3 separate regions of the Mus musculus genome follow, and regions 1 and 2 are each linked to region 3. Evidence: chromatin contacts called from public Hi-C and Micro-C data. All regions are on one chromosome and are shown on one strand. Each heading gives the region's core, a stretch centred on a gene start, on an enhancer-like site or on the middle of the called end of the contact. The rest is flanking DNA. Distances are from core to core; before and after follow the strand shown. Region 1 overlaps Lrrc49 (leucine rich repeat containing 49). Region 2 holds the start of 9230112J17Rik (RIKEN cDNA 9230112J17 gene). Region 3 overlaps Thsd4 (thrombospondin, type I, domain containing 4).

Evidence for each region. A called contact is a pair of places that touch in the nucleus more often than the background predicts.
Region 1: a Hi-C map of the G1E-ER4 cell line shows a contact between it and region 3, with 5 times the contacts expected there. The contact joins two enhancer-like sites. A contact is called at or near these places in 3 of 39 promoter capture datasets (the 3T3-L1 cell line, the C10 cell line and hippocampal neurons), 7 of 15 datasets of contacts at CTCF or cohesin (the G1E-ER4 cell line, the NIH/3T3 cell line, hippocampal excitatory neurons and 3 more), 135 of 484 Hi-C or Micro-C datasets (the 3T3-L1 cell line, 3T3-L1-derived adipocytes, the AML12 cell line and 79 more), 8 of 115 datasets of contacts at active chromatin or transcription factors (PVALB interneurons, T-cell acute lymphoblastic leukemia, VIP interneurons and 5 more) and 4 of 9 other capture datasets (adipose tissue, embryonic tail, liver and 1 more).
Region 2: a Micro-C map of the G1E-ER4 cell line shows a contact between it and region 3, with 11 times the contacts expected there. The contact joins the promoter of 9230112J17Rik here to the enhancer-like site in region 3. A contact is called at or near these places in 10 of 15 datasets of contacts at CTCF or cohesin (the G1E-ER4 cell line, the NIH/3T3 cell line, embryonic stem cells and 4 more), 127 of 484 Hi-C or Micro-C datasets (the AML12 cell line, the AtT-20 cell line, the BV-2 cell line and 60 more), 14 of 115 datasets of contacts at active chromatin or transcription factors (T-cell acute lymphoblastic leukemia, astrocytes, bone marrow-derived dendritic cells and 6 more) and 2 of 9 other capture datasets (embryonic stem cells and embryonic tail).

What each region holds. Positions count from the first base shown.
Region 1 is chr9:60,594,022-60,597,824 of GRCm38.p6, forward strand. All of the region lies in intron 15 of Lrrc49 (leucine rich repeat containing 49), which reads right to left. Among named protein-coding and RNA genes, the nearest start is that of 9230112J17Rik, 50 kb to the left of the region's middle. Within about 2 kb of position 1,535, at least 12 of the 459 cell types and tissues checked have an H3K27ac peak or open chromatin away from gene starts, as enhancers often do. A contact at or near this core is called in the G1E-ER4 cell line, where this site is marked.
Region 2 is chr9:60,544,085-60,547,632 of GRCm38.p6, forward strand. 9230112J17Rik (RIKEN cDNA 9230112J17 gene) reads right to left here and starts at 1,798. Exons shown (of 4, transcript NR_040464.1): 1 at 1,642-1,798.
Region 3 is chr9:60,243,335-60,246,837 of GRCm38.p6, forward strand. The region is part of intron 7 of Thsd4 (thrombospondin, type I, domain containing 4); the gene reads right to left. Among named protein-coding and RNA genes, the nearest start is that of 2010001M07Rik, 89 kb to the right of the region's middle. Within about 2 kb of position 1,752, at least 3 of the 459 cell types and tissues checked have an H3K27ac peak or open chromatin away from gene starts, as enhancers often do. A contact at or near this core is called in the G1E-ER4 cell line, where this site is marked.

The sequences.
Region 1 (3,803 bases), core at 285-2,784, 350 kb after region 3:
GTTAGCCCCGCCTACATTCTCTTGTGACTGTCAATCATCAACACTAACACATCTCAAACATTTCTTTTTTTTTTTAATTAGGTATTTTCCTCATTTATTTCTAACAAAGCTAAATGAACTCTACCTTAATGTGAAATAATTCAAAAACTGAATCAAAGCATAAGCAATCAAAGAGGTGTTGGCCACCTCTACACAGTCTGTATAGCTTTATACAAAGCGCATTAGTTTGCTGGAGTAACCATATACACAGATCTCTCTTAGTTCTTTTATTTACCTGTGTTATGTTCCTAGCTAGAACATCAAATCAAGTGTGGAGTTAACTTTAGTAAGAGCGAACTGAGAGCAGTGAGAGTCCCCATGGGTGCTGGCAGGGCTAAAAGGAGGCTACAGGCACCTTGCAATCCAAAGGGCAACACCAGGGGGTCCTGGAGTGTAACAGCTGCCTGCTCAGAATCCCATTGCCTAGCACTGTGGTGCACAGACATACATGCAGGCAGAAACAGTCATACACATATAATAAAAACATACCTTTTAAAAAACAATAATAATATTGAAGAAAACACATACACATAGACACAGATACACACACACACAGACACACACACACACACAGACACACACACACACACACACACACCATTGGGACTCAAGGTATGAAGAGTCTTCTTATACTTATGAGATGGCCAGGCGCCAGAGACAATAATACTTTTTTTTTTTTTTTAGGAGGGGCTGGACACCATGAAGACCGGCACTCTGGTCTAGCCTCTAATATTGATCTAGTTGGCCTGATGTTGTACCTCCGTTCATTATGGTATACTCTGACTACTTCCGGCATGCTGAAGTTGAGCAGGCCTACCCTGGGGAGTCAGTATGGCTTTCTCATCAACCTCTTCCTATTTTTGTTTGTTTGTTTTTTAATTTCTGGCTGCTTTTCTGAGTCCTTCCACTTGCTTTTGCTTTAACTCTGGGATTTTTCTAGGTTCTCTTGGGGACACCTCTTTCATGACTTTCTTCCTCATCTTTTATTAGATACAGAAAAGACACACACGGCGTTTCCACTCAGTGCTTTTGGTCAGACCCCAGTGGGTCTGGCATACAGAGCTCTTGCTGTTAAGTGTGAGTTCCTTTTTCAGTTCAGCAGTGCTGAAACACGTTTAAAGCAGAACACACAGCATGAAAACGCTGCAGCCTGCAGTGCTTCTAACTAGAACTCAGGAAGAAAGTACTTTCAATGTACTTCTTAAAAATGAGAAAAATTTAAAAACAAAAACCAAAAAACAATACACACAGAACAAAAACTAAAGAGAAACCAGGCAGCACACACGTATACAATTTAAAAGATCTGTATACTTCCGCCCAGTATTGGCCCTTTTTCTTATTTGACATTTTTAGGTAACCACCCCCAAAACAAACCAAAACCCAAAACAAATATTTAAAACGCCAGGATATTTTTGAGCTGTATACCCTACTCTCACAAGCTGGGGCCTGCCACACAACTGTTCTGGTACTTCCTCTCTGGAACATCATAACACGCCCTAGTGACATTTCTTTGCTGTGACAGAAACTGACTGGAAGCACTTCGGGGAGGAGAGGGTTTAACTGGCTTACCCATTTAGGTCACAAGCTGTGGAAATTTGCATACAAATTCAAGATAGGAACCTAGAACCAGGAACATGGAAGAACACTGCTAGCTGGTTTATTCTCTAGCTCAGCTAGCTTTCTTACATAGTCCAGGCCCACCGACCTAAGCCTGGCGCCACTTACGAGTGGGCGGGGCCCTCCCACATCAACCATCAATCAAGATAATCTCTCACAGACATGGCCACAGGCTCATCTGATACAGGCCACTCTTCAACTGAGGGTTGATCTTCCTAAGTGACTCTGTTGTGTCAAATCAACAATAAACAAAAGGACAGACCCACTGTTTCATATAGGAACTGCTATTCAATTTTACAGCTACAAGTAGCTGGTCTTGTTCCACTAGTCTCACTACTTGTTATAAACACAGGCCATGAGAGAAATCCTCGACACATATTTATGTTCATGTGAAATAATTTCTAGGAAGAAATTCTGCTCAGTGAAACAGCTAAGTCGAAAGGCATGGCTAGAGCTGGAGAGATGGCTCAGTGGGTAAGAGCACTGACTGCTCTTCCATAGGTCCTAAGTTCAAATCCCAGCAACCACATGGTGGCTCACAACCACCACTAATGAGATCTGATGTCCTCTTCTGGTGCGTCTGAAGTCAGCTACAGTGTACTTATGTATAATAAATAAATCTTTAAACAAACAAACAAACAAAAAGGGCATGGCTACAGCAAGTGTGTTAGCATCGCCAGGCTGCTGTGAAAAGAACCACAGCATCAGCCATCATGGATAGCAGCATGTAGGACCCACCTTGCTATGTGGCTTGTTGTCACAGTTGTGGCTCTCCCCACAAAGTTAGGTCATTATTTGTATGGCTATAGCTTTGAATGGAGACAGATGGGCTCGTTTTTTACTTTTTAAAAGTTAAAGTTTCCTATATTTTATGTTCTGGCAACTTCACTTTTTTGTTATTTTTCTAGTTGCACCAAGTTTTTGGCTATCTCAGCTCATTAGCGACAGTGCCTCTGTGTCAGTGTCAGCTCTGTGACTCCATGGCCAGCAGTGCCATGTTAACTGTGTGCTCCTCCACCTCCACCTCCACCCCTTCCCCCGTTGTTACCACGGAGCTGCACACTCAGGCACCTGCCTCCCTGCAGCTCCTTATTTTCCGCCAGTAGACTGTTGATTGAAGACAATAATCTGATGACTATGGTCATTAAATACAGAGATTTTCTTTGAGTTTAAGGTGTATTTGCCTCTACAAACATCCCAGACATGCTTGGATACATTTTCCCAATCTGACTTTGGGCATCATATTCTGGGAAAAGGGTTTGAAATATATCTATTTGATAAATTATTAAAAATCCTTCATATTCTTTATTTTAATTTATTTGATCTGATTTATGAGGGCCTTTTCTTTTCAAGTTATTAAATCTTCTGAATATTATACCAATTCAGAAGAGCATAATTTCCGTTGATTTGTCTAAGCTATCACTTCTTAATTCAATATCTCTTCAATATCTTTTGTGCTCCACCAAGTATATTTGTGTATGTGTATTATGTGTTGGACTGTGTGTACATGTGTGTTTGTATGTGTGTGGTATATGTATGTATGGTGTGAATGTGGAGTATGTGTGTGTGAGAGTGTGTGTGTGTGTGTGTGTGAGTGTGTATGGTATGTGTGTGATTATGGGTATAGTGTGTGTGTGTGTGTGTGTGTGTGTGTGTGTGTGTACATGCTGCATCTATGTGTGTGTAGGCCAGAGATTGGCATCTGGATATCTTCCTCAGTTGCTTCTTCACTTTGTTTTATTGAGACAGGCTCTCACTCAACCTGGAGGTTGTCATTTCAGACAGACTGGTTGGCCAGTGAGCTCCTGGAATTTGCCTGTTTCCGTCCCTCAGCTCTGGGGTTAGATGTGCACTGCCACAGCCAGCTTCTGCATGGGTGCTGCGGATCCAAACTCAGGTGCTTATGTTCATTTAGCAAGCACTACCCTCAGGATGTTTATACCCAGAACAGTTCTGTGTGTTGTAGATGGGATGTACATTGATCAATCAAAGGCATTGAGTAAGATTTGAATTCAGAACCTATCCACTGTATGTATGTATGTATGTATGTATGTATGGTTTTTAAAAATAAATCTCTTTTCTCATATTCTAAACCTAAAAACCCTCTACTCATTCCCAAATAAATAAACAGAAAGCCTTTTCCAGTG
Region 2 (3,548 bases), core at 548-3,047, 300 kb after region 3:
AAGGCACTCCATTTAGGTTCGTTCTTCTGGTTACCTGTTGAAATGGCCCATCATTTGGGACTAAGAGATAACATTTTTATGTGTTTTATTGTACATATGGATGAAGATCCCAGAAGACATAGAAAGACGTAGAATAAGGGGCCTGGGTAGGAAGCTAAGGAGCTAGGCATGTAGCTCAGTTGGCAGCGTGCTTGCTTACCATGTGCAAAGCCTTGGGTTCTGTGGCTAGCACCACATAAATGGGCCACAGTGGTGCACACTGGGATCCTGGCACAGAGGCCAGAGGGTCAGAAGTCTGAGGTCGCCCTTGCTTATATAGAGAGTCTGAGGCTAGCTGGAGCTGTATGGATCCCCATTTGTTTTAGTTTTTAAGTAAATTACAAGGGGAGATTATATGGCTCCTGGTTAGTTTAATATCACATGAAGAAGAAGACAGCATGTTTACCACAGAACTGTAACTCTAGTTCAACAACTGAAACAATGATTATTTTGATGACTGTATTAAATGTTCAAGTCTTCGTGGACACTTGGTTAGCATGTGCACATCTCTGTTTTGCCATCTTCATCCCTCCCTCAACCCCATGGAAGGATAAAGGCGAGGAGAATGAGGTGGACCATGGCTAGCCACAAAAGACAAGTTCCAGAAAGTTCCGGTCACAATGGGCTCCCAGTGAAGGGCTTCACACCCTGGGCTGTGTCCAGGTGACTGCCTGACCCCTAGCTCCTTCTGTCATAAATTTTGTGTCAGGGCTTCACAAATAGCAGAAACGACCAGCAGCCTGCTCAGTAGACTAATTCTGATGTTAGCATAACCACATGCCCTGTTTGTTCAATGCAATCATGCTCTTCAGATGATCTCCCAGGCTCCTTACCAACTATGGCTCCCTGTCACACTTGAATGTGCTGCAGTTTGGGAACAAATTAAATGATCTTCACTTTTAAGGCCCAACACCTTCATCTATCTCTTTCTTCCTTTGTTCTCTTCCATGGAGATTCCCCACCACCATCACCCCACCCCACCCCCAGCTTAAAACTCCTTCATTTGGAAGAAAACGCTAAGATCTCGTCCCTACATTCATAGTACCCACAGAAATGACATGTGACGATCCTTTCTGTTTACCCACCCCCAAACCCAGAAAACTGTCACCTGAATGCTCATCAAACCTGGTCCCGGTGCTAAAGAAAGGCAGAAAGTATTTGTTAATGTTTATTTGGAAAATAAAAAGGCATTTGTACATGTTGCCAGGGTTCCTCTGGAAAGTATCCAGGAACCGTTCAAGAAACTCCATTTCCGGGCGTGTTTCTTTAAGGCAACATGGTGGGGCTCAGAAGGGGTGCATAGGGCACCGCCATTGGCTGTGGGTCTTGCTATGTGGATCTACCATTAAAGGATTGCAAAGGAAGGAGTTGAGAGGAAAGAGGGCATGGACTTCCGCGTGCTCCTCTGCCCTCAGAAGCCTTATCAGGTAACTCACAGGCTTCCCTGCTTCCGGGGTGTGGGCGTGGGTAAACAGTGTTCTGCAGGGAAAGGGGGTGTGTTCTGGGATTGGGGAGTAAACCTGTATTTCTGGTGACTCTGGAGCTCCTATTTGAGGCTATTTTGCCCCTAGGAACTTGCCTGGGAGCTCAGAGGGTTCTTACCTTCTTCAGGAGCTGGAGAAGAAGCAAGACCACCTGGGGCTGACATCACGGGGGACCGGCAGTGTACAGCAACAGGTCAGCAGCTGTAGTCAAGACATTCCAGCCTCTGCAGACGGCCAGCTCCTCTGGAGTCACTACTGGTGGTTATTTCTAATCCATCCCTGCGAGAAGAGAAGCAAAGATCCCTGGGAAATTGCTGAATCATGTGCCTAGCACTGTTCAAGCTGCATCTATCTGAGTATGAAATATGAGCCCGGCTACGCTTAAAAATTATCTTAGATCATTTAAAATTTGATAGATGTTAACAATAGAAAAAGAGTCTTAATTCTGGCTGAACTTCCATTCAGAGGGAGGCTCTGCCAGGTGTTTGATGAAGAAGAACTGACCTAGTTCTTACATAGACCTTCCTGGCTAACAGAGACTCGCATGGAATCCTTATGGTCAGGTGGCCAGGTGCTTCTCATGCTCAGATGAGCCTCATTTTCACATCCACCCCCCCCCCCCACACACACACACACTGCACATGTTGACCGCAGAGAGACTAGGGGCACTTGATAAGGCGCTGGAAAGGCTGTACCTTGTAGTATTCTGAGATATAATCTAGTCTATGTCTAGAGGGAAGCTGGCTTCCTCTTCCCTTATGACTACTGGGTATATCCAGGTCAGCTGGTAGGGCAGATAAGGAAGGTGTCTGTCTGGGTCAAATCCTGAGATAAGACCTTCAGTAGATAAAGTTTACATAGGTGTCTGTATAGAACACAGCTCTCACCTCAAAGGAAACAAGGTGGGGTAAATTCTGAAGCCAAATGTGAGTGATAGTGACTGAGAAACTAAATCAGATTATTTCAGTGCCATGGTCCAATGTGGTGACAAAATAATTAAGTATTTACAGGAACAGGACAAAGAATGTCATGAAAAAAAAAGTCATGAAAAATGTCATAGATGGGTTACAGAAAAGCAGGGGAGTGTCTGTAATGGGTCTCGGATGCTCTTGGATGAATCCTAGCCTTTGGGTTGGTGGGAGATAGAGGTCTGCTTGTACATCTCCTAGAGCCCCAGAAAAAGATTTACCTAAGGCAAAGGGTGTTAGGAAAACACAGAGGCGGGTCACGCGTGGATTTAAGGAGTCTAACAATAGCTAAGATCCTTTGGGTACAAACCTACTATGTTCTGGCTCTCCTCAGTCAGGAATTCAACCAATCAACCTTGGAGAACTCCGTTCACGAGGGCCCGAGAGACTGCGGAGGTGAAATGATTATTAAAAGTCCTTCCCTGGGAGAGACGTAAACAGCATCTGCCCCTCCTCCTGAGGTCCTGACAACAAACCAAGATACAGTTCACCAAAGTTCCCCAGGGGAACCCAAGAGTATTAACCCATGAGAGGGTTATGGGCAGGTCTCACTGGAAGGTCTGTGGCACCCAGCTGTGAGGACAGGTTCCCCGTGACTACATAGATGGAGCCCTGCCCCCTCGTCCTTCCCCACCTGTATTCTCTAGTCCAGTGGTTCTCAATCTGTGGGTCTTGATTCCTTTGAAGGCCAAATGGCCCTTCACCGGGGTCAATCCTGCATATCAGATATTTACATTATGATTCATAACAGTAAAATCACAGTTATGAAGTAGCAATAAAAATAACTTTATGGCAGGGGGGCGGTGTCACCACAACACAAGGAGATGCAACATAAGAAAGGTTGAGGACCACTGATCTAGTCCCTCCCACTTCTACCTTGAAGCCATAAGCAATAGGGCAGATTTTCGGGTAACTGGTTGCCCAGGGTGGCTGAATACGCAGGTAAGGGTTCCATGATCCCCTGCCTGCCTTCCCACCTTCGGTGAGGGAAGGAGAACAGACAACAGGTCCAGCTGTGTCAGCTGTGACCTTTCGCCAGCAGGCACAGCAGAACTCT
Region 3 (3,503 bases), core at 502-3,001:
AGGTGATTATGGGATTGTCAGGTTTTAAGTTGACAGGGTGTTCCTATCTTTCCTTCCAGCTTTTGCCTCAGACCTTCTTTCTTCCAAATAAACAAATAAGCAAGCCCTCAGAGAACATCTGTTGCACACCTTTGAAACATGTTGCAACCCCATTTTGCTTGAACCCAACACAGCGCGCTGGTTAAGTGGCGCCTGCTTCCTTAGAGGGAATGGGGCAGAGGATGGCTTTGAACATACATTTCAAAAATGCTTTCCCAAAGAAGAGCACAGCTTATTAATGACCCTTTAAAATGAAAACAAACAAACAAAAAAAACCAAACAAACAACAAACAAAAGTCAGGCTGGCGCAGTTCTGAAAACTGCCAGCAGGGGGCCCAACAGTGACCATACTGGGGCGTGAGCTAGGTGTTTTGCTTTACAGCACTGTTGTTTCGTTCTGTTTTCCTGCTTGGGAGCTGGAGGGCAAGCTGGGTCAAGAGCTTGGACAGCTCATCATGTTCTGGTTCTGAACAGTACTTAGGAAACCCAGAGAAGTCAGACAAGAAAGGGGAAGAACACAGGACAGGCTTCAGGGCTCCAGCCCAACCTCCCTCCACTAAAGACACACTTTAGGCAGGAAGGAAAATGGCAAACCTTCCACTTTCCCCTGTCCAACTTTGTACTTTGAAAGACTTCAAACCTAAAGAACGTGTGTAGGGACAGTTGGCCCAGGCTGGGTAAATATCGGCCTCTCTGCCTCCACCCCTGTATTCTCTGTGTATCAATGATCTCTGCGTATTAACAATCTCCGCAGAATGATCAATTCTAACAACAGTTCTTACGTTCTTAAGATCAATGTTCTGCCTTCAACCTGATCACGGCTTCTCAGGGTGCTCAGGTGTGTGAAAGATCTGAAGGGATCGTGGGAGACTAATGGGGCTGGAGCCAGAGACGCAGAGTAGCCGTGCCAGCCAGCCTCCCTGCAAAGCTCCCGGAAAGTTTCTGCCTGTGTGGAAGATAACACAGTTAGAGGGAGCTGCTCCCTGGGTCCCGTTCTTCGTCTTCTTCTCAACTCCGTCCTTCAGAGAGTAACAAGGCCAGATGAGACAAGGATCTATGTGCAGCTTCTGGTTTAATCTTCACAACCTTGCAGGGCTGCTACGTTACCAACCCCACTTTACGTGAGTGAGAAATGAGGCTCAGAGCAGTTAAACCTGGGCAGGGCAGTGTGAATTATCCCTACTGAATGTCAATTGTGTCTGTTCAGGACAAGTGGTCCACTCTCCCCTAGGCTGTTCAAGGCCAACTCCCCCAACCCCTGCTCTGCCTCTCCTCCTCTGCAGCCAGCCAGCAGCCTTCCCTACTCTAGGACCGTAGCAGCAACTGGCTCCCTTTGTCCGAGACTCACACATCCTGTATTTCTCTGTATGTCATAAGGTGGTTCCTGAGGCTCTCTGATCCCAGAATCTAGTCATGGTACCCAGGAAAACATCCATGCCTAGCCACCAGTTATTGCTAACCCCACAGATGAACCTAGACACATTCTTACACCATCACTTGCCTTCTGTCACTACAACTGCAGCCATCATTACCACCATCCCCCGGCTCAGCATAGTTGGTGTTGTCATAAGGAGAATTTTCTCTTCTAGTTAGAAGTTCACCCAGTTCTTAACCACAGAAATCTAGTTCCATTTATTTCATTTGCTCTATTTAGTCTATTGCCATCTCTCAATGAAAACAGTACTTTATGATAGTTTCCTTCTGGGCAGCTCTAAAGGATGTGCACTTTTGCCTCTGACCACTAGATGTCGCTGCCAACCAATTCTAGAAAACATCATGCGTGAACCCTGTAAAACATGTCCTGCCTTTAAGCTCCCAAAGTCTCAGCTGACGTGTGACATGATCTATCTACAAAGACTGAAACGCACATTAAGACTCAGGCCACTGCTGAAACATTACAGGATCCCAGGTGCAGTCTGGGGCGGGGGTGGGGACCAAATGTCTATTTTTATAAAGCATTTCCTCACAAACAAGTACCACTAACCCAGCAGACACTGTGTGATATTTTATATTGCATTTGAAAGTTCACATCATACACACGTGAACTTTCTAGAAACTGACCGGGAGCACTAGAGGGTGGGTATGCTTTAGGCTGGGGACTGAGCTCAGGTGGTAAAGTCCTCGCTTTGCAAGCATGGGGACCCAAGTCTGGCCTTCAGAAACCAGGCTTTTCCAAAAAGCCAGGTATGATGGCACGTGCATGTAATTCCAGTTCTGGTAAGGTGGAAACATTGGTTGGATCCATGTGACTCACTGGCCAGCTAGTCTGACACACATCTCCCCAGGAAGTAGGAGGAAAGTAGAGGGGAGAAAGCGATTTCTGATTCTTCAGAAGACAGATAGATACTGCAGACAAACTGCTATGATCCTGGGGCTGCAGAGGGGACTCAGCAGTTATGAGTTTCTATCATTCTTCCAGAGGGCCCAGGTTTCGTTCCCAGCAGCCACAGAGCACCTCACAAGGAGTCCCAGGGATCCAAGACTCCCTTCTGGTTCCCAAGGTATCAGGCATGTACATGGTACAGGTATGTACATGGTACAGATGTATATGTAGGCAAAACACCCATACACATAAAATAAAAACAATACAACCCATATGAGATAAAATACGACATAAGAAGATAGACACTACCTGCTTCCTGAAAGACAGTAAATGACTCTGAGATCCATGTTGTCCAAAGGCGCAGTGGTTTCCCCCACCACAATCTAGCTTGTTCTAAAACCAGGTAGACACAGGATTATTTATGTATGCTTAGCTGCAACTGTCCACTGACCTTTGATCTAGCCTATCTCATTTTGCCATCTGGAAAATTGCTACCCTAAAAGCCTTGGGAAATTCATTTTTCAAAATCAAGTAAAAATACAACATAAATTAAAAAGTTTATAGCCAGGCTGGTATACCTACCTGTATTCTAGGCAGTCGGGAGGCTGAGGCAGGAGCAGTTCAAATTTGGCACCAGCCTCGGTTAGAGAGAGAGAAGGAGGGAATGAGGGAGGGGAGGGAGGGGAGGGAGAAACAGATCCAGGCAAACACACAGAGAGACAGAAAGACAAAGATGTAAAGACAGAGACAGAAACACAGAGACAAGAGACAGAGAGACAGAGAGACAGAGACACAGAGACAAGAGACAGAGAGAAGAGAGATTGCACTAGAAGTCTGTGAGAGCATACTTGCTAACAGGGAAGAACAGGCTGTCTTTCCTGACCCTAAAATGCCTGTGTGTTTTACTTGTCTTTCAAAACATATAGATGGGAATGTGAATAAGGAAATACTCTACAGAGTAGCACAGAAGGTCCTACTATGCACCTACAGTAACAAAGTCCCAAAGACCATCAACAACAGAAAAAATGTAACTGAGGCACCACACGCAAAACAGTAACTAAAATCTACACCTCACAAGACACGTAGGACAAATTCCAAGTGGATTAATATAAAATATAAGAGCATAAATGCATAGAACCAT